Regions from separate parts of the Mus musculus genome. Here regions 2, 3, 4, 5, 6 and 7 are each linked to region 1. Evidence: chromatin contacts called from public HiCAR-type and promoter capture Hi-C data. All regions are on one chromosome and are shown on one strand. The core of a region is the stretch at or near the end of the contact, and the rest is flanking DNA. Distances in the headings are between cores, read along the strand shown.

The links. Promoter capture Hi-C pulls out the DNA fragments that hold promoters and counts their contacts. HiCAR-type assays count read pairs that join an accessible place to other places. Capture Hi-C pulls out chosen DNA fragments and counts their contacts.
Region 2: a contact with region 1 is called in a HiCAR-type map of astrocytes, with 4 times the contacts expected there. The contact joins the promoter of Ifnar1 here to the promoter of Chaf1b in region 1. A contact is called at or near these places in 2 of 39 promoter capture datasets (embryonic stem cells and hippocampal neurons) and 1 of 115 datasets of contacts at active chromatin or transcription factors (astrocytes).
Region 3: a promoter capture Hi-C map of liver shows a contact between it and region 1, with 2.6 times the contacts expected there. The contact joins the promoter of Gart here to the promoter of Chaf1b in region 1. A contact is called at or near these places in 1 of 39 promoter capture datasets (embryonic stem cells), 4 of 115 datasets of contacts at active chromatin or transcription factors (embryonic forebrain, large pre-B cells, pro-B cells and 1 more) and 2 of 9 other capture datasets (adipose tissue and liver).
Region 4: a promoter capture Hi-C map of pre-B cells shows a contact between it and region 1, with 5 times the contacts expected there. The contact joins the promoter of Dnajc28 here to the promoter of Chaf1b in region 1. A contact is called at or near these places in 4 of 39 promoter capture datasets (embryonic stem cells, hippocampal neurons, liver and 1 more) and 1 of 115 datasets of contacts at active chromatin or transcription factors (embryonic forebrain).
Region 5: a promoter capture Hi-C map of embryonic stem cells shows a contact between it and region 1, with 2.8 times the contacts expected there. The contact joins the promoter of Tmem50b here to the promoter of Chaf1b in region 1. A contact is called at or near these places in 2 of 39 promoter capture datasets (embryonic stem cells and hippocampal neurons) and 1 of 484 Hi-C or Micro-C datasets (B cells).
Region 6: a contact with region 1 is called in a promoter capture Hi-C map of hippocampal neurons, with 5 times the contacts expected there. The contact joins the promoter of Synj1 here to the promoter of Chaf1b in region 1. A contact is called at or near these places in 1 of 39 promoter capture datasets (hippocampal neurons) and 1 of 9 other capture datasets (adipose tissue).
Region 7: a promoter capture Hi-C map of liver shows a contact between it and region 1, with 3 times the contacts expected there. The contact joins the promoter of Paxbp1 here to the promoter of Chaf1b in region 1. A contact is called at or near these places in 1 of 39 promoter capture datasets (hippocampal neurons) and 2 of 9 other capture datasets (adipose tissue and liver).

Annotation. Positions count from the first base shown.
Region 1 is chr16:93,882,575-93,885,274 of GRCm38.p6, reverse strand. It overlaps Chaf1b (chromatin assembly factor 1, subunit B (p60)), which reads right to left and starts at 1,374. Exons shown (of 14, transcript NM_028083.4): 1 at 1,300-1,374; 2 at 654-809. The coding sequence starts at 779.
Region 2 is chr16:91,483,952-91,486,651 of GRCm38.p6, reverse strand. Ifnar1 (interferon (alpha and beta) receptor 1) reads right to left here and starts at 1,437. Exons shown (of 11, transcript NM_010508.2): 1 at 1,236-1,437. The coding sequence starts at 1,308.
Region 3 is chr16:91,645,591-91,648,290 of GRCm38.p6, reverse strand. It overlaps Gart (phosphoribosylglycinamide formyltransferase), which reads left to right and starts at 1,319. Exons shown (of 22, transcript NM_010256.2): 1 at 1,319-1,407. Son (Son DNA binding protein) reads right to left here and starts at 467. Exons shown (of 12, transcript NM_178880.4): 1 at 307-467. The coding sequence starts at 383.
Region 4 is chr16:91,617,666-91,620,365 of GRCm38.p6, reverse strand. It overlaps Dnajc28 (DnaJ heat shock protein family (Hsp40) member C28), which reads left to right and starts at 1,367. Exons shown (of 2, transcript NM_138664.2): 1 at 1,367-1,608.
Region 5 is chr16:91,596,386-91,599,085 of GRCm38.p6, reverse strand. It overlaps Tmem50b (transmembrane protein 50B), which reads left to right and starts at 1,406. Exons shown (of 7, transcript NM_030018.3): 1 at 1,406-1,504.
Region 6 is chr16:91,009,935-91,012,634 of GRCm38.p6, reverse strand. It overlaps Synj1 (synaptojanin 1), which reads left to right and starts at 1,327. Exons shown (of 32, transcript NM_001164483.1): 1 at 1,327-1,542; 2 at 2,466-2,611. The coding sequence starts at 1,445. It overlaps 4930404I05Rik (RIKEN cDNA 4930404I05 gene), which reads right to left and starts at 1,386. Exons shown (of 3, transcript NR_028368.1): 1 at 1,316-1,386.
Region 7 is chr16:91,043,025-91,045,724 of GRCm38.p6, reverse strand. It overlaps Paxbp1 (PAX3 and PAX7 binding protein 1), which reads left to right and starts at 1,346. Exons shown (of 18, transcript NM_026110.2): 1 at 1,346-1,719. The coding sequence starts at 1,371.

The DNA.
Region 1 (2,700 bases), core at 125-2,624:
GAAAATGCAATTTCTTTTTTGAAACTTTGTAAATCAAAGGAAGTATTAGCAGAAATGCACACCATCAGTCCCCTTACCTGCTATTCCCCTCTTCCAGTTCTTTAGAGCAAATGGGCAAAGCACAGAGCACAGGAGCTAGGCTCAGTATTACTATTTTGAGACAAGGTCTCACCTAGCCCAGGCTGGACTCAAACTCACTACTGTTGAGAATCTCAAACTTCAGATCTGTACCGTATGGGTATTGGGGATACATGCCTGGCACCACAGAGCTCTTCCTAGTTTAGTATTCTAAAATACTGAGAACCCACTTGTAACAATGTAGCAAATAGCCGGGCCGTGGTGGCCCACGCCTTTATTCCCAGCACTTGGGAGTCAGAGGGTTCGAGGTCAGCCTGGTCTACAGAGTTCTAGGACAGCCAGGGCTACACAGAGAAACCCTGTCTTGAAACAACAAACAAAACAAACAAAAACAATGTAGCAAATGTTAAGAAAGCTAATCTTCTCAGCATTCCTTGCTTTCCCCAGGCCTCAGAACTTAGTACACTGGACTAGGTGGCAACCCGACTTGAGTTGCTGCCTTCAGTTTTAAACAAAGGAATGAAAACGTGAGCTCCGCGTAGAACCTCCCCGTATCCTCCCGCCTGTCCATTTACCCTGACGGCGGTGTCCACCCCCGCGGATGCCAGCCTGTGGATCTTCCAGGTTGCCCCATGCTGGAAGTCCAGGCTGTACACTGGCTCCTTGTTGTGCCAGGCGATTTCACACGTGATCACTTTCATCCTCCAGAGTTTCCGCCAGGCAAAGGGAGGCTGGAAACGTTAGCAAAGAGTTAAACAGCGACCCTGGAACATGAAGGGCGAGCCGGGGAAAGAGCACAGAAGCCATTAGCGACGCCGACGGCTCAGACACCTGCAATCTTCAGCTAAAATGCTCCCGCAGGTAGAGAGACTTCCACCAGTGTACGGTTCCGGAAGAGAAAGAAACCAAACACCCCAGACGGAGGCGAGGACGGGCAGCACAGAGCATCGTGTTGAGGTGGGGTCCCAGAGACCGGTACCGGAGTACTGGCTATCATCCCGGGGAGCAGCAAGGGAGGGAGTTCACGGGGAGGGGCGCGGGTCCGGGCGGCCCAACCCGGCCTGGCGGAAGGCGCGCGAGTCCCGGTCCCGGTGGGGACTGTGGTCTGGGACGAACTGCCTTCTGCCTGCGCCCGCGCTGAGATCAGAACTCACGGCCCCGGTGAGGAGCTGCAGCCCAACCCAGGTCAGAAGCGCGGAAGCCGGGTATCAGCAAACCTACCTGCAGTAACTCGGTCCACCCGGGGCCGCCACAGCCCGCAGCTTCCCGCGCGCCGCAGGCCACGCCTCCGGTCACGCCTCCTCGGGGCGGAGTTCCGGGGCGTCCCGCCTCCGCGTGGGCGGGGCTGTCACAAGACAAAGTCTCTGAATGGGAGGGTCCAGGGCATCCCTCCTCCCAGTGGCCAGCAATCTCCCGGCACCTTGGCTTCCGGTGGGCGGAGCTCTGGGCTCTTTTCTTTCTCGTGGGCGGGGCTGTCGCGGCTCGTGGCTCCTGTTGGGCGGGACTGGGAATCCCATTCCCGCGCCTCGGAGGAGTCCAGGCTCGTCCAGCTTTGACGTGCTAACCCGAGATGCAAGACGTCCTACCTACCACGCGTCAGTGTCACATGCTCATCGGACAGATCTTCCCGCCTGGAATTTACGGTCTAGAAAGAAAAGCGGGACTAGAGACGCAGGCAGCTGATTGCACGCTTAGCCAACAGCAGCGGTTCTGTCACCAGCCCCTGCCGGTGATCTCAGCACTCCAGAGGACCCTAAGAGGAAGGTTATCCTCAGCTACAGAGAGTTCCAGGCCAGCCTGAACTAAAGACTAAACAAAAAATATATAACATTTCTTATAGGGCAGATGGGAAACTTTGGGACTCATCTAATATAACCAAATAAGAGTGTCCCAGGCAGTGGATATTTGAGAGCTGTCCTGCCCCACCAAATATCTCAAAATGGCTCTGGAGTTTCAAAATGTCAATAAAACAGCAATGCCTTCGCCCTCTCTTAGCGATGTGACAGACGCCTAGAATGGTTGTTATGATGGTAATCCCAACACTCTGAAGGTGGAAATGGGAAGATGATCAGGAGTTCAAGGTCAACCTTAACTACACAGCAAGATTGAGGCCAGCCTCATGAATGTGTAGGAACTTCCATTCCAATTATGTAATGGTTAATTTATCCACCATGACCTTCTCAATAATGTCACATATTTTTTAAAGATTCTTGTCTCCTATGGTTTTGACTTCTTACAGGCCAGCATATGAAAGTTAAGGTTTTTTTTGTTTTTGTTTTTGTTTTTGTTTTTTTTTTTTTCCAAGACAGGGTTTCTCTGTACAGCCCTGGCTGTCCTGAAACTCATTCTGTAGACCAGGCTGGCCTCGAACTCAGAAATTCACCTGTCTCTGCCTCTCAAGTGTTGAGATTAAAGCCATACACCACCACTGCCCGGCGAAAGTTGGGTTTTTATAAAGAAATGATCTCAAGAGCTGGAGAGGACTCAGCATGTAAGAGCACTGGCTGCTTTGGTCAAGGCCCTGGGTTCAGTTTCCAGAACCCACATGGTGGATCATGACACAGTTCCAGTTAACCCAACACCCTTTTCTGACCTCCAAAAGCACCAGGCACACATATGGTG
Region 2 (2,700 bases), core at 188-2,687, 2.4 Mb after region 1:
GCCTGCTTATCAAGGCAAGTTTTTTAAAGACTTTCTGTATGTGTATACGTGTTCTGCCTGCACATTTGTGTGTGCACCACATGTGCCCCATAGCCAAGGAAGTCAGAAAAGTGTATTCCAATCCCCTGGAACAAAGCAGGATTTAGGGAAGGTTGCAAGTCACCAACTGTGTGCTGGGAACCAATCCAGGTCCCTCTGCAAGAGCAATAAGTGCTCTTACCTGTGAGCCGCCTCTCCAGCCCGAACGAGGCTTTAACTTTAAAAAGTGTCCTTTAACGCTATGTCTGGCTCCACTGTTATCTCCTGTTTTGAAAACTTCTGCCTCAGACTATCATGTCATGTCGCCTGTCAAGCTTCTACTCCAGAGGGTTACAGAACTGCCTCTAGTTACATCCTATGTAAGAGGATGCATCTGAGATGTCTGAATTTCTTTCTTTTCAGCCACCAGGAGCTATCCATCAAGTCTCCCCACTCTGAGTTGTCAGTTTCTCAGTGCTGTCTATGCTAAGTGCACACTACCACTGAGCCACACTTCCAGTACCACCAACGGAGTCTTTGATGTCATCCCTAAACTGACTCTATCCTGTTATCCGTATCCTCTTAGCTTGATCTCCAGTCCAACTGTTGGGATTTACTGATTCTGTGCAGAAAGAGCAGCAAATGTGCTCATGAGATTAACAAAAGACCCAAGAGCATTTGTAGCAGTTACAGTATTCTGTTCATAATAGTCTTTTTCCGATTTACTGTATATGTGTGACCACTTTGCCTGCATGTACATCATGCACGTCTAGCCAGAAATGGGCCATCTTCGGGGTGAGACTTGGGGCAATCACTTACTTCCCAGATATACAGATTTCTAAGAGGAATCAGAACTTTCCTCCAGGAGTGAGGCTAGGTCGTCTTTTTTAGGTTCCTCACATCACTATGAAAACTCTTGTCTCTCCCCTTAGTGGGCATTCTCCCGATGTAACTAGCCCAGTGGTTTCCTGGTTTTGACTTCGGGCCGGTTAGGGGGCCTCTCACCTCACTCCTCTCAGCCCGGGACAAACCGCACTAGGCTGGGAGCGCATTTCTGCTGCTGTCTGGTCTCCCGCCCACCAGCAGCCCTGAGGCTCGGCCCGGGTAGCGTCCTCAGGCTGAAGAGCGGCGCAGGGGGCGGGCGTCGCGGACTCTGGTCACCCGCGCCCAGCTCTCCCTCCATGGTGCCCGGCCCTCGCACAGGCCCCTCGGCTCACCTGCAGCTGAGGGTAGCACCCAAGGCGCCCCGGCCACCAGCACCAGGGCCGCCGCGCCCACGACAGCGAGCATCGTCTTGGGAGGCCGGGCGGCGGCTCACATTCTCCTCCTTCTCCTCAGCAGCACCGCGGAGCTGGAGACTACCTCTGGGCAGCTAGGCCCTCCGCGACGCCCCGCCCCCTCCAGCGCCCCGCCCCTTCCGTGAACGCCCCCGCCCCTCCACCCAGCACAGCTTCTCCGCTGACGCCACGCTCTCTCCGCGAGCAAGCGGCTCGGAAAGTACCGGGCGCGGTCCAGTCAAGGCCTGGGGACTTTGAGGTCCCTGCCACGCTCCGCCCCCACTTCCGGAAAGACTGCCCAGCATTGTCCTTAGACTCCTGAGAGGAAAGCGGGGTGCAGTCAGTGCGCCTGCGCAGCCCCTCCTCCTTCCGGGCTCAGCTTCCTGTTTTTGTCCGGAGGGGGTTCGGAGGCGTTGCCCCGGGGGTTACTAGTCCACTGGCTCGAATCCTGGTGTGGGGATCCCTGGAGGCCGTGGATCAAATGACTCTGGGACCTGGAAGGCGCCGGCAACACTTTTATCTCAACTGCACAAGATCTTTATACTTGATTCCCTGATTTTGTGGGATGGTTTGCTGTTGTGACTCGCTCAATCTTTGGGTTTTGAATTATGCAGCGTTTGGATCTTTTGTCTAATAATGTGGTTTTAGGCTGGTTTTATGTGTATGAGTGTTTTGCATGCATGCATGCATGCATATATGTGCACCGTACATATATGCGTGCCTGGTACCCATGGAGGCCAGTAGAGCGCAGATACCCTGGTATTAAAGTTACTGATCTTCCGAGCTACCATGTTTGTACGCCAGTCCTCTGCACGTGCCCTTAAACCACTGAGCCCTCTCTCTACCCCCTTAACTCCGTCTCTGTCTGATTACTATCTTATAAAGAAACTTATTTGTTGGGCCGGGCGTGGTGGCGCACGCCTTTAATCCCAGCACTCGGGAGGCGGAGGCAGGCGGATTTCTGAGTTCGAGGCCAGCCTGGTCTACAAAGTGAGCTCCAGGACAGCCAGGCCTATACAGAGAAACCCTGTCACGAAAAACCAAAAAAAGAAAAAAAAAAAAAAAAAAGTAAGAAACTTATTTGTTATGCCGGGCGTGGTGGCACATGCCTTTAATCCCAGCACTTGGGAGGCAGAGGCAGGCGGTTTCTGAGTTCGAGGCCAGCCTGGACTAGAGAGTGAGTTCCAGGACAGCCAAGGCTCCACACACAAACCCTGTCTCAAAAAAAAAAAAAAGAGTTCCTCTCTGCTTCCTCACCATCATTCGTCAGATTTCTTGTCAGCCATTCTGACTAGGGTGGGGTAGAATGGCAAAGCAGTGTCAGTGTGCATTTTGCTGGTGGCTCAGGACATTAAGTTCTTTAAAGATAGTTACTGGGTGCATATTTCAGCGTTTGAAAACTGTG
Region 3 (2,700 bases), core at 70-2,569, 2.2 Mb after region 1:
TCCCTGGTGGACGCCGGGCCTCCGAGTAGCTGGAGGGTAGGGGGTGTCCAAACGAGGGAAAGGTGACCGTCTTAACTGGAAGAAAGAAACGGCGTGTGCGACACCGCGGAAGAGACGATCTTTCGCGAAAGGAACGAACGGGGAACTGGGGGGGTGGGGGGGGGGGCGGAAAATGGATCCCAGGCCCAGGCGGGGCCGTAGCGGGGCCTGAGCCGAGAAACGACGGCGTTCCGTGAAAGATGCCACGGGAGGCTAGATGAAGCCCTAACAGCCCGCGAGGAGCAGAAAAGTCTGGGAAGCGTTTACCTGGAAAGCTCCTGTTGTATTTCCCGGAATTTACTGACCACGAAAGACCTGAAAACCTGCTCGATGTCGGCCGCCATGGCGTCCGCTCCGTTCTCTCAACTACTCCTCGCTAGTCCTCCAGGCTCCCAGCATGCCTCGGGAGGAGGCGCAGCGGCCAATTCCTTTTATCCCTTTCCTGATTGGCTCGTGAGGGAGCGTCCGCACGGGCTCGCTCCACCCACGAGCCAATCAGCGAACACCGGCCCGCTCTCCTCCGCTGTTTCTGAGCCGCCGGGGTAGAGCTGCTGACGTTTGCGCCGCGCACGAACTCGGCCGCCATGTTAGTGGTTGACGCAGGCGCCATTACAGGAGAAGTCGCTCCCGAGGCGACCGCGACAGCTTCGGCTGTTGATCCCCTCAGCCTGCGGGGACTCCTAAGAGGCTTTCTATAGGGAGTAAATGCCTGAGATTAGAGGCCATGGAAAAAAAAAAAAGCTGGGGGACGAGAAAAGCCTCGGCTTGTCCGGCACGGAGCTCGAACGCGTTTGTTGCAAGCGCCAAGTTTACTTTGGTCAGGGAGACGTGCATGAGAAAGAAATCCCCGTCCCGCGTCCCCACTATGAGTTGGAAAGGAGCCATTCCCATTCTGCCTCGATGCTTGCTATAACCGGCCTCGCGTAGTTTTTAGCAAAGGCTGGAGCGTCTGAGCGACCTGCGTTCTAAACGCAGTGCGCTTGAGCTGCTCCGGAGTCCAGCCCTGGCCGCTCCGCCCTGGCGCTTGGTGAGCAGCCACAGTCAGGCAGCCTCGGCTCTGCCCCCAGTGTAGGAGGCTCTGGGGTAAACGCAGGGACCTTAAGTGACAGCCCCTGACGAGCATCATCAGCTCTAATCGTGGTGCCAGGGATTCTGAGCCCGGCTAGGCAGCGGGCTCCGACCGCACCCTAAGGCGGGAGGAACCCCCACGGGTCGCCTCGCGGGCGGGGACCTAGGCGGGCTGCGGCCAATGAGCAGCCGAGTCCATCGGAGGCGGGGCAGAGGCCGGGGCGCGCTGGATTCCCCGGGCCAACTTCCGGCGGGTGCGAGTGGCGGGTGCGAGCCGGAGCTGCGTGGCGGGGCTTGCAGGTGCGTGAATGCCTTAGTTCTTAAGATGATGCGTGGACTGCCTAAACGCTTTGACCCATGGGTTTAACCTCAGCGACCGGTGCTACTCTTGAAACGAAACTGGCGTGACTGGCGAAAAGCCCACGTGCTTTGCACGGCCTTGATGGAGGTCGGCCAGGTAGTTCTTTCCCAGCTTTCTAATTCTGAGGCCGGGTCCAGGTTTCTGTGCATCTCTGCCTTGTAAAGACAGACCCTGTACACCGATGGTTTTTTTATCCGCTCTAGTTTTATCACAGTAACTAACCATTTACCTGGACCACTTTCGTATTTGGTTTCTACTTTTTCAAAACAAATATTTGGAAGTGGTTTTAACCGATTCTTTTATTCTCTCCTTACCCTATTCTCTTGTTCTCGCTATAAATTGCCTGTTAGTTAACTGACACCCAAGAAGTTACAAAAGACTCTCCGAGTCTCCCGGCTAGTAAGGCCTTGACACCGGAGCCCAGGCACCCAGCCGCTGCTGGTGAAGAGACCAGTCCTGCTATTTCACAGATCCTGACTAGTAAAATGAAAATTGTCTTCTTGCACTGCTTTCTTATTCAAGTTAGATTTTTTAAAAAGTTTAATGGCTTCAGCTATTTCTCTAAGAAAATGACACAGAATTGAACTAAAGTCTATCTTATGTGTAGGAGCGTTGTCCCTTACATGTATGTTTGTGCCCACGTGCATACAATGAACGCCCCAAAGAAGCCGGAAGAAAGCATTCAGTCTCCAGACCCAGATTAGGATGTTTGTGAGCCACCTTGTGGGTGCTGGGAGACTAAACCCCAGCCCTCTGCAAGAGAACTAAGTGTTCTTAACCTTACCAGTCTGCTTGGGTTTTCCTTAAATATGTAATCCCAAAGTAAAGGATCAATTTAGAATTTACATATTTCAGTTTTCTTCTTTCCGTAACCATCTTCTACATAAGTAAATATCTTGATAATATCTTTGCTCCCCCCCCTCCTTTTATTGGTGCTAGAATTTGAACACAAGGCTTCTATTCTAAGCAATAGGTATCAATTAGGTATATGAAGTAACAACACATAGCAAATTAGTACTTCCTATTTCTGGGTACTTTGTAGTATACAATATTTTTTTTTAAAGAATTGTTTATTTTATGTATGTGAGTACACTGTAACTGTCTGAAGACACACCAGAAGAGGGCATTGGATCCCATTACACATGGTTGTGAGCCACCATGTGGTTGCTGGGGATTGAACTCAGGACCTCATCAGTGCTCTTAACCACTGAGCCATCTTTCCAGCCCCCCCC
Region 4 (2,700 bases), core at 118-2,617, 2.3 Mb after region 1:
AGGTGGGAGCAGTGGACCCAGATGAAGGTTGTGCTGAGTCAGCAAGCCCGGGCGATGGGCTAACACTTTTCAGGCAGCACAGCCAAACTCCCACAATGCTTGGCTCTCATGATGGTCACAACAGAATACTATTTAGACACATTGAGTGTGAGCGGCTACTATATACACATTAGTTATTCAAGATTGAGATAGCCCAACCTGTAAAGACTCTACCTTCATTCAAGCTTGACCACCAGGATCCACACGACAGAAGCAGACAACCAACTCCACCAGTAGAGACCACAGCATACAAAACACGAAACTACACATACAAAACATAACCGGTGTAATAAGATTTTCAAAGCCAGATGTGGCACGCACCTTTCATCTCAGCGCTTGGGAGGCAGAGGCAAGTGGGTTCAAGGCCAGCCTGGTCTACAGAGTTTCAGACTAGACTGGCCTCAAACTCACAGAGATCCACCTGACTCTGCCTTTATATGCTGGGATTAAAAGTGTGCCGCTAATTTTTTTAAAACTGTATCTTTAGGATGGAGTGCGGTGACATGTCTTTAACCATTCAAGAGACAAGAGGCAGGGAATCCCAGCACTTGGGAGGCAGAAGCAGGTGGATTTCTGAGTTCAAGGCCAGCCTGGTCTACAGAGTGAGTTCCAGGACAGCCAGGGCTACACAGAGAAACCCTGTCTCAAAAAAACCAAATAATAATAATTAATAAAAATAAAATAATAAAGAATAAAATAAAACCAAAGACACATTTTTCCCTTCTTTTCCAACCCCTGGCTATGTGCGGTGCTCAATGGGGTGAGGTATCGTACAATACGCAGAGCCCTGACAGAACTTGCCTTGCATGCATAAGCCCTTGGTTTTATATCCCCAACATTCCATAAACAAGTAGCAATTTTACTGTGTAATCCCAGCACCTGGAAAACGGAAGCATGGAGGATGTGCAACCCAAAATCCCTCTTTACTACATAGCGAGTGTGAGGCCAGCCTGGGCTAAGGGAGACAGTGTCAAAAAACAAGAGCCATCCACCCAAACAAACTTGGCTGGGCCAGGCAGTGGTGGCGCACACCTTTAATCCAAACTTGGTTGAAGGAAAGACCATCTTTCTAGGCTTAAAGAAGCCTACTGACGGTGCAGGTGTCCCATAGAGGCAAACGGCCTAATCTTCCTCCATTTAAAACAATTTACTGAGGTCAGTGCTCTTCAAATTACATACACGTTGGGGTCACAAATCTATCACAAGCCATAACTCCTCTCCAGGCCCTAATGCCTCTACTCTGCACCTGCCGGAGAACTACATTTCCCACAATCCAAATCGGCCGAACCCTGCCCTCGAAAGCGGGTAGAGGCGGGGCCTATCGCCCCCGGCACAACAACAAGCGTCCAGGGGAGTCTGTCCTCTGTTCCGTGGGGGATGGTTTTATAAGAAAGAGATCGCTGTCCCTGGTGAGGGAAACTACCTGTCGTAGTAAGGTATGAAGAAAGGCTCTGCAGTGTAGCGCGGCAGAGGGTCCAGTAGCCGAGACAGGGACGGAGCGGGCCACGCGTGCTGCGCAAAGGCGCAGCTTGAGCTTCGAGCCGCTGAACCCCCATCACGTCTGTGAAGGTGAGTAGGGGGTGCAGCGGACCGACACTCTTCTGAGGCACCCCTCACCACGGTGAGCATAACCACCGGCATCCCAGACAACTCTAAAATCCACTGACCCCTATATTGTGACATCGGGCTACCATGACTTCTAAAACGCACCTTACATTCAAAGGATCAGTAATCCTCCAGTAAGTACTCCGTTGCCTTTCGTCAGTGTTCAGTATCTTTTTCCACAGGACCATGCGTTTTTAAATACAGCAAAAGCTCTCTCACCCTTTATCGCCCTTCCTTGCCCTGGCACCTAGCAAATAGCGAGGTGCAGACCTTAAAGTCGCTTGCATTCTTGATTCTCAGTCCCATCTGGTGTCCCACTGAGTACCGGTCTGTATGTTCCCTGTTTGATATGCAGCAAGTTAGATACTTGGAAATGGTGACGACCATTCTACACTGTATGCAAAACAAAACAACAACACAAATTGTGCTCAGGGAAATGTGTAATTTGCTGAGTATAGCTAAGCCAAGTGTGGGGCTTGGATGCTCTCCTTTAGTCCCAGCACTCAGGAGACAGAGGCAGGCTGACCTCTGTGAGTTCAAGTCCAGCCTGGTCTACATAATGAGTCCCAGGACAGCCAGGGCTATGTAGAGAGACCCTATCTCAAAAACAAACAAGCAAAAAGCAGTTAAGCTTTACTGTGCCCCAAACCTAACCATTTGCAGTACCTGGTAATGTAAGTTCTTTGGTTAACCTTAAGAGTTGCTTAACCTTCTGGACCCGTTTTCTTATAAAATGAGAAAATTAGGTTAGATGAGTTTTAACAACTTTCTAGATCTAAAATTCTGTGCATTGGATCCGGGCGGAGGTATGCATGTCTTTAATCCCAGAACATGGAAGGCAGGGGCAGGTGGATCTCTCTATGTTTGAAGCCAGCCTGGTCTCCAAAGTGAGTCCAGAACAACCAGAGCTACACAGAGAGAAACCCTGTCTTCAAGCAGTAGACTTCAGTTCCTGTCACACTATGTGATAGCCAAACATCACTGTCATTTTCTAGCTGCACCAAGAAAAGTCATAGATACTTATATATTCTTGTTTAGCAACATTGTTACAAAGAA
Region 5 (2,700 bases), core at 157-2,656, 2.3 Mb after region 1:
ACTATATCCCAGATCCTCCAGTAGTTTTGAGACAGGACCTCACTTCAGCTTGATCTTTTGTTTTGTTTTGTTTTGTTTTGTTTTTGTTTTTGTTTTTTTCGAGACAGGGTTTCTCTGTATAGCCCTGGCTGTCCTGGAACTCACTTTGTAGACCAGGCTGGCCTGGAACTCAGAAATCCACCTGCCTCTGCCTCCCAAGTGCTGGGATTAAAGGCGTGCGCCACCACGCCCGGCTCGGTTTGGTCTTGAATTTGCTGTGTAATCCAGTCTGACTGGAAATAGAAATATGCTTGAGACCATGATCATACCCAAGCTGAGACATTTTGGAATGCAGGGATCACAGGCATGTATCACCACACCTGTTTATATGATGCTTGGGATACAAGCCAGAGCCTTATGTATTTAAGGCTAAATAATGTACCAACTGAACTACATTCCCTAGCTCTGGGACAGATACCTAAAGATGTTCCCTTCTGCTGCCCCTCTTGCTTGTTAGTGTGTGTGCATAATCCCATACTCCAAAAAGGAATTTATGCAGTGAATATTTATTGAATACCTAAATCCTAGATTATATACAAGAACTACAGGAGTAACAGGATCCAGGATGTCATTTGTGACAGTTACGTGACACAAAAATCTTTTTGCTTTACTCTATCTAGGTGAAGTGTGTTTTTACCTTCAATGTAGTAGTAACTTGGACTTTGCATCTTTCTTTAACTGCATTTATATTCTGTAGGAAATGTGGTTTTTGAAGTTATGCTGAAAAATCCAGAGGCAGTATCTCTAAAGGAGATAAGTAAAGATTTGCTCCCAAAACAAGCCAAAAATCTATTTGGATAGACGGAAAAAGGAATCAGGCTGAAATAGCTATGTAGCTTTGCTTTGCGGGTACCCTCAGAAAACCAGTACTGACTGGGATCCCTGGACCTGTAACTTCATCTTCTGAGGTCTTGGTTTTTGAACGTCTTGGAGTGCGTTCTCGACTCTCGGCAGCTGGTGAACAATGCTCAACTGCTGATATGCAAGAGGACCTTGCGTAATAGGCTTGGGTTCCCCGTACCGGTGCTCTCACCGATGCTGAGGCGCTTGAGTTTACACTACTACCGCAAACCGCAGCAGGAGAGGTCCGGACCTCAGCTCCAGGACGCAGGTAGAGCACCGCGCCAGCCCCGCCCTCAGGAATCAAGCCCCGCCCTCTATCTAATCGGTCGCACTATGATTGGTCTCCGCAGAGCGCACGGGTCCAGCCCCGTTCCGCCTCTGAGGTCCCGGTCCCGCCTCCAGGGGTTATGCCCCGCCCACGCAGGCCACTTGCTGCAATCCCATTGGTTCCTGCGGTGCGCACGGCGCCTCGCCCCCGCCCCACCGGCGCCCTGGCCTCCCGCCCGCCGCCGGCCCCCGGCTCCCGGACTGAGGTTGATCGGGCCGCTGCTTCCCGGACAGACGCGCGCCCTCGACGTCCCTGCTCCTGCCTGGGCTCGGTGTAGACTTCGCAGGTAGCCGGGTGAGTGCGGTTGGCAGGTCTCGGGTTTCTGTGATCTGCCGATCGAACGCAGGGCGCCGGCCCGGCGCGGCCTGAGGTTCTGTGGCGCCGCCCGTGTCGGTGCCAAGGAGCGCGCGGGCGACCGGCGGGGCCCGGCCTGCGCCCGCGTCCTCTCGGCGCCCCGTGGCCCTGACGCCGCCGTGACCCGCGCTCAGCCGAGGCAGGCCGCTCCGCCGCGCATCTCGTCCTGAGTCTGGGGAGGTCCCCAAGGCGATCGGTAGGGGATGGAGGTCCTGTGGGGCACCGCCGCAGCCGCCACCGAGGCCCCACGAGCGTCTGGGGACGAGCGACCCTCCCGTTTGCTCGGAGCCGTTGCCAGGAACTGTCCTTGTATCCTTGACTTTCCCCTCCATCCTGCAAGCGCTGGGGGGAGAGGGAGGAGAGGGAGGAGAGGGAGGAGAGGGAGGGAAGTCTTTGGGAATTCATCCTAAGTGGCGAGTGGCCTTTTCAGAGAAGTAGCAGAGCAGTGGTCGTTGTAGGCTAGGCCATTTTGGTCTTTAGCCAGTAAGTTGGTTTTCACCACTGGAAGGTACTTGAGCCTGAGAGGTGGGTAGATACGTGACCTTTCCGACCGTAGCAGCAGAGGGCTGGGCTCGCTCTTCCACCTTGCTGCTGCGATGGGAGGAGGGGCGTGGGAATTCAAACCTCTCGCTGGAGTAGATATGCTCACCCTCAACAACATCCACCCCCCTACCCCCCCGTGCATCCTTCGCGCTCCAACTCTTCACCCTATTTGTACCACAAATCCCATTTCTAGATAATTCCAGGGGCGCTTATTCCCAGGCTTCTCATCCTCCTTTCTCGTTTGTCTTTTCTACCTGTGTGCGGCTTCCAAAAACCAGAGCCAAGCAATTTAAACACTTAAACGAGCATAGTGTTCAAAGACTTCCTGATCCTAAAAATGAAACCCAGAGGTTAATTTGCATAGCGATGCTTCAAGAAAAGCAGGTTTAATCGGAACGGGGTGAGGATGTAGTTTTTTCCTCTTCAGGAGACACACCCTTTGATCCTCCCCATTCTTCCTCTATCAGCTAGACAGCAGCCTTCAACGCTATTGCGTTGTTTGGTTTTGGTTTTGGTTTTCTAAATTCACTACTGGGGTCAATTGATTAAAGAATCAATCTTGCTTAGTCCTTATGTGTCTTTTAATGTAATAA
Region 6 (2,700 bases), core at 78-2,577, 2.9 Mb after region 1:
ATAAAAAGGTTCATCCCTAGGGCTGGGGATGCCCCCCAGCTTGTAGAATGCCTGCCTGGTACGCATGAAGCTTTGGGTTCAGTCTGTCACCACGTAAACCAGGTATGGTTGGCACACTAGCCTGGGCTCTGTGCTACTTTGTCTCAAAAAACAAAAGCTACCTCCAAAGTACTACAATTCAGTGGCCAGCTCTCCTGAACCCGTTTTTGTCGGTGCATGTCATATACAGTCATCACACTTAAGAAAAATCCCACTCTCAAACATCCCTGTTTTATTTAAAGGACTGTCCCCACCTGAAATGGACACTTCTTGGGAGGGAAAAATGGCTAACCACAATTCACAGCAAGCAATTGTTATTATAAGCTTGTGGTTACTGTAACCACAACAAAAAAGTAAAAGTTGTTCTTAGGAGACTAAGTGAAAAGATCTAAGAACTGAATCCAAGTGTGTATCTCCTTGGCTGGAGGTGGCTTCTCTTGTGTTTAGTTTGCTTTTAATATTTTAAAACTAGGGTGGATTTGTCTTCTCTAAAATAGAGAAGCGTTGAGTCACATGACAGCATGTTAGAGGAAATGTTTTTATGCAATACGTCATATTTAAATTGTGCTTTTGGGAAGAAAGTAAAAAGGGGAAGAGGCTAGGGGAAAGCAAAGGCAAATGGAACATGATTGCCGTGCTCCTTGGATTCTCAATTCCTCTCTAAAGCCCCAGGGACTACAATGTCCTCCCATTTTTGTCTCTGAAGTATAGGCAGAATAATTCTGCTGGACACAAGTTTTAGACATAATGTCTCGTTTAAAAAGATAGTTTGAAACAGTGTGATGCCCTTAGTTATAAAATTCCACGGCTGGCAAATCGACAGTGACAGCCATGTTTTGTTTGACTGCCTGGAGTTTCTGGTTGCTGGCTTCCCCCACTCTCCACTGCATTCGGTTGAGCACTCTTCCATCGCCCCTGGAGCTCGGAGAACACACTGAAACAGCCAGGGAACAGCCTCCTGCTGCCTCCCTGACGACAGACACCATGGACAGCTCTTCGAGCGCCACCCAGCCGGCGCGGGGTGCACACCGTCCCCCGCCTCGCACTCGCCCATCGCCCATCAGGTCTGCGGAGGCGGCAGGGGGTGGTCCTGATGCCCGACTCGAGCACGAATCAACACGGGCTCCCCCAGCTCTTTCCTGAAGTCCCTCCCTGTCGCCCGCGGGGAGGGCAGAGCTACAGGGCTCCACGCGAGGAGGACGGACCCTCCCTCTGCCGGCTCCCCTGGCCGTGCCACCTTCCCACTCCCGGGGCGACGGAGGCTCGCTTCACGGACCCAGGACGCGGCGGCCGCAGGAACCCGGTGACCAGTAAGCGCCCTGCTCGGCAGCACGGTCCCGCGTGGGCGGAAACGGCTCCGCCCTTTCACCCTAAGGGGCGGGCCTTCCGCCTGGGCAGCGGCGCAATGCGGAAGAGCTGGACCTGCTGGAGCGGAAGTGACGCTTCGGGCGGCTGTAGCGGCGGAGGCTGCGGGAGAAGGAGGAGGAGGAGCCGGAGGAAGAGGTGAGGCAGCGGGCGGGAGGGCGGGGGGCGGGGAGCGGCCCGGGCTCTACCCAGGGGCAGCCGGCCGGCCGGGTGGACGCTTCCTGAGCGGTGGCGGCCGTCGCAGCCGGGTCGCAAGCGGTGAGAGGCGGCCGAGGGCCGAGGGCGGCGGGTTGTGTGGAGACCCCGGGGCTGCGGGTGGCTTGCCGTGACAGCGGCTGTCACCCAGCGGGCGGGAAAGGACCCCGTCGGCACAGGCTCCCGGGTATCTCTGGCGGTGCGTAATGGAGGCGCTGAAGCGCCCGGTGCCTCAGTTCCCCCCGGCTCCCCGGGATCTCGTTGAGTGGCGGTGGGATCCATTCGTCACGGTGAGCTTCGTGACTGGGCAGGAGGCGGCAGTCACCTGTGTGGCTTTCCCTGCCCTTCGCCGCCGCCCTGGAGAGTCCGCGGTGTGATAATCCCGTCCCTCTCCGGCCCCCTCAGGAGCTTTGAATCAGCCTGATTAACCTTCCCTCCCATCCCCTTGCCCATTCCGCCTAGGGATCGGCTTGAAGTTTCCCCATCAGTTCCCTTCCCGTAGTGACAGATCGTGAAGCAGGAAGCCGATAAACAACCCCAACTGAAAATACGCTACAGATTTTCCCTTTGGGGAAACATAAATTAAATGGGAAATCCACCTTATCCAAATCAGGACCGACGGTGCTAAAAACCCCTGCCTTGTCCTGCCGTATCTTGAGAACTGGACGCGTTTCCTTTTGCCTTTTGGTTAAGAAAAAAAAAAAAAAAGGTGACGCCTTATCTTTTGGAATAAACCGTTCACCCCTGAGCTCTCTTTTTCTCTACCCCCAACCCCCATCAAACTTGTCAGTGAGGGACCTCAGGAGGACGCCTAGCAGTCCTTGCAGCAGAAGGAAACCTCAGGTGCATTGACTTGGTTTCCACAGGGCTGCCTCTGAAGAAAGGAGAATGGCGTTCAGCAAAGGATTTCGAATCTACCACAAATTGGATCCCCCACCGTTCAGCCTCATAGTGGAAACTAGGCATAAGGAAGAATGTCTCATGTTCGAGTCTGGGGCTGTGGCTGTGCTCTGTAAGTCACGTGTTTTCACCTGCCCGATTCTGATCTCTGTTTTGGTTGTAACTCGCGAGTTCAACAGTTTATAAAAAAAAGGTTCTTGA
Region 7 (2,700 bases), core at 97-2,596, 2.8 Mb after region 1:
TTCCCAGGAACTGGAGTTTTGAGGAGCCCTGAGGGTGTGGGTACTGGGACTGCAGCCAGGGTCCTCTGGTTCGAAACTGCAATATTCACCTCTCCAATCCCGTTCTTTTGGCGGGTTTTGAAACATGTAAATAATTTCACAAACACTTCTACCCACGCATCCTGATATGCTCGAGAGAAAGAAAAGATTCAACTTTGGTTATGAACTGGGTAACCTGTGTGTTAGCTCAACCTCATGCAATCTTTTTGTTTGTTTGTTTGTTTGTTTCTCGAGACAGGGTTTCTCTGTATAGCTCTGGCTATCCTGGAACTCACTTTGTAGACCAGGCTGGCCTCGAACTCCCGAAATCCGCCTGCCTCTGCCTCCCGAGTGCTGGGATTAAAGGTGCGCGCCACCACCGCCCGGCTCATGCAATCTCTTTAAGGCCGCCAAGGTTCAGATTTGCCCTCTGTGATATAGTCTGAAAATAAGACAAATCTTCCTTCCGCTTGTTTCAGAAATTCACTATGCTTCGTAAAATAGTTAAAATAGTTGCTACCTAACTTGGCTTTCTTACCAAGCCACCCGAAAACACCTCGCTCTCCTGGGAATGGCTGCGGCAGCAGGGAGATGTATCATCTCTGGTTCTGTCTTCCCCAGACAGTGAGGGTTTCCCTACATAGCCTTGGCCATTCTGGAGTTCCTTATGTACATCAGGCCGGCACCGAACTCAGAGATCGCCTTGCCTCCACCTCCCCAGTGCTGCTGGGATTTAACGTGTGTGCTCCCACGCCTTTGAGAGTGTTTGCGTTGATAAAGCTGTAGAGATGGCAAGTATTAATGGAGTTTCTGATCTGTAGACGATATCTGCTAGCATCGCCTCGCGTTATTAAGAGGCATATTAACCATGGAGATGCACTTTCCCTTCCCAAGCTCAAGTCAACTGACTCGTCCCTCCGCTTCTCCCCGGCCTCCCGCCTCTGTTTACCCTGCAGGCACTGAGTGGGAGGGAGGCTGCCACACGTAACGGCTCCGTATAAGCGCGGAAGACGCATTGCAGCAACACGCTCCGAGACGACAGACTACACTCGCTCCTCTCATCTCGATGATCCTCTTTGTGACCTTTGGAACAACACTGGAGTCGGAGGGTACCATGCCAACAGTCCCCCGCGCCGCTAGAGGGCAGTGCAAAGAGACTCCGCCCAAGTAGTGGGGCGCGAGGAGAGCCCAGGCGCATGCGCAATCGAGGCGGCGCGATAGCTAGCCAGAGCCGCGACGACCCGGCTGGTGGGGGGGAACTCTTGCGACTGCGCGTGCGTGGCGGTGGTCTCCGCGCTCCCTCGTCCTCTCAGTCAGCGAGCGGCTGTGAGAGCGCGGTGACGGCGGCTGGGATGTTCCGAAAGGCCCGGCGGGTGAACGTGCGCAAGCGGAACGACTCGGAGGAGGAGGAGCGGGAGCGCGATGAGGAGCAGGAGCCGCCACCGTTGCTGCCCCCGCCGGCCTCGGGAGAAGAGCCCGGCCCTGGCGGCGGCGACCGGGCCCCCGCGGGGGAGTCGCTCCTGGGCCCGGGGCCGCTGCCGCCGCCGCCCTCCGCGCACCACCCGGGCCTCGGCGCTGAGGCCGGGGGCGGCATCTCCGGCGGCGCGGAGCCCGGCAATGGGCTGAAGCCGCGCAAGAGGCCTCGCGAGAACAAAGAGGTGCCCAGGGCCAGCCTGCTCAGCTTCCAAGACGAGGAGGAAGGTAAGCCCCGGCCCGGCCCACGCGGACCCCAAGCCCGTGCTCGCCCGGGCGCCGCGCCCCTTTCCCCACCTCCGGCCTCCGGATCTGCCTGGGGTTGTGTTCCCGCGCTGCCACCAGCCAAGTCTACGGCCTGTGCAGTCCCTCCTCCGGCTGTCAGAGCCCTGATCAGCCATCCTGAGTGGAGGAGAAGGCTCGATGCTCCGTGGACCCGTTTCCTACCTTGCGAGTTGCAGGCAGCCTGAGTCTCTTGGTTAACTGCCTGCTCTTAGTCGTCTGCAGGCCTCTGTACCTGCGGCTTGTTGGCGTCTCGGTTTAGGCCTCCTTGATTAAGAAGGCCGGATTGTTAAAGAGGAGGACCGAAACCAGGGCTGGGAACAATTCTGGGGCTGCAGCCCTGGCTCCCGGTGACCTTGATCCAATCGCTCCCTTGCTGTTGTCCAGTCTCGGTTTCTCTGTAGAAGTAAATGGGAGGAGCAGATGTCCGCTGTGGCATTGGCTCTTGAAGCAGAAGAGGGACCAGGCTGCAGGGGATTTCGATTTTACTTGTACCTCAACATCATGTTAGGAAAAATTGGATGATTTTCGAAGGTCTTGCGTCATGCTTTCGTGATTCTAGAAAGATGGGTGAATTATCTTTGACCTCTCTGGAATTTTGTTTGAAGGAGATACAGACCAGGTTTTGCATTGTTTGAAATGTCTTGTTCTTGACTTGGATTTTCAAATTAAAGATGAGGGCTAAGTCACTCGAAACTTAGTTTTGCAAAATGATTTACTCTAGGCATAATTTTGAAATAACTGTTATTGTGACCAGAGTTATTCAGACTTGGCAGAATAACTTTGGGGTGTATTGTTTTAGGTTTCTTGACTTAATGTTTTAAGGAAGCATTCTAAATACTTTTTTATCCTGAGATGGGTGAAATATGCCAAAATTTAACAATTTTGAAGTTCCTTGGGTTACTCACTAAAATTTTCATTTAGTTT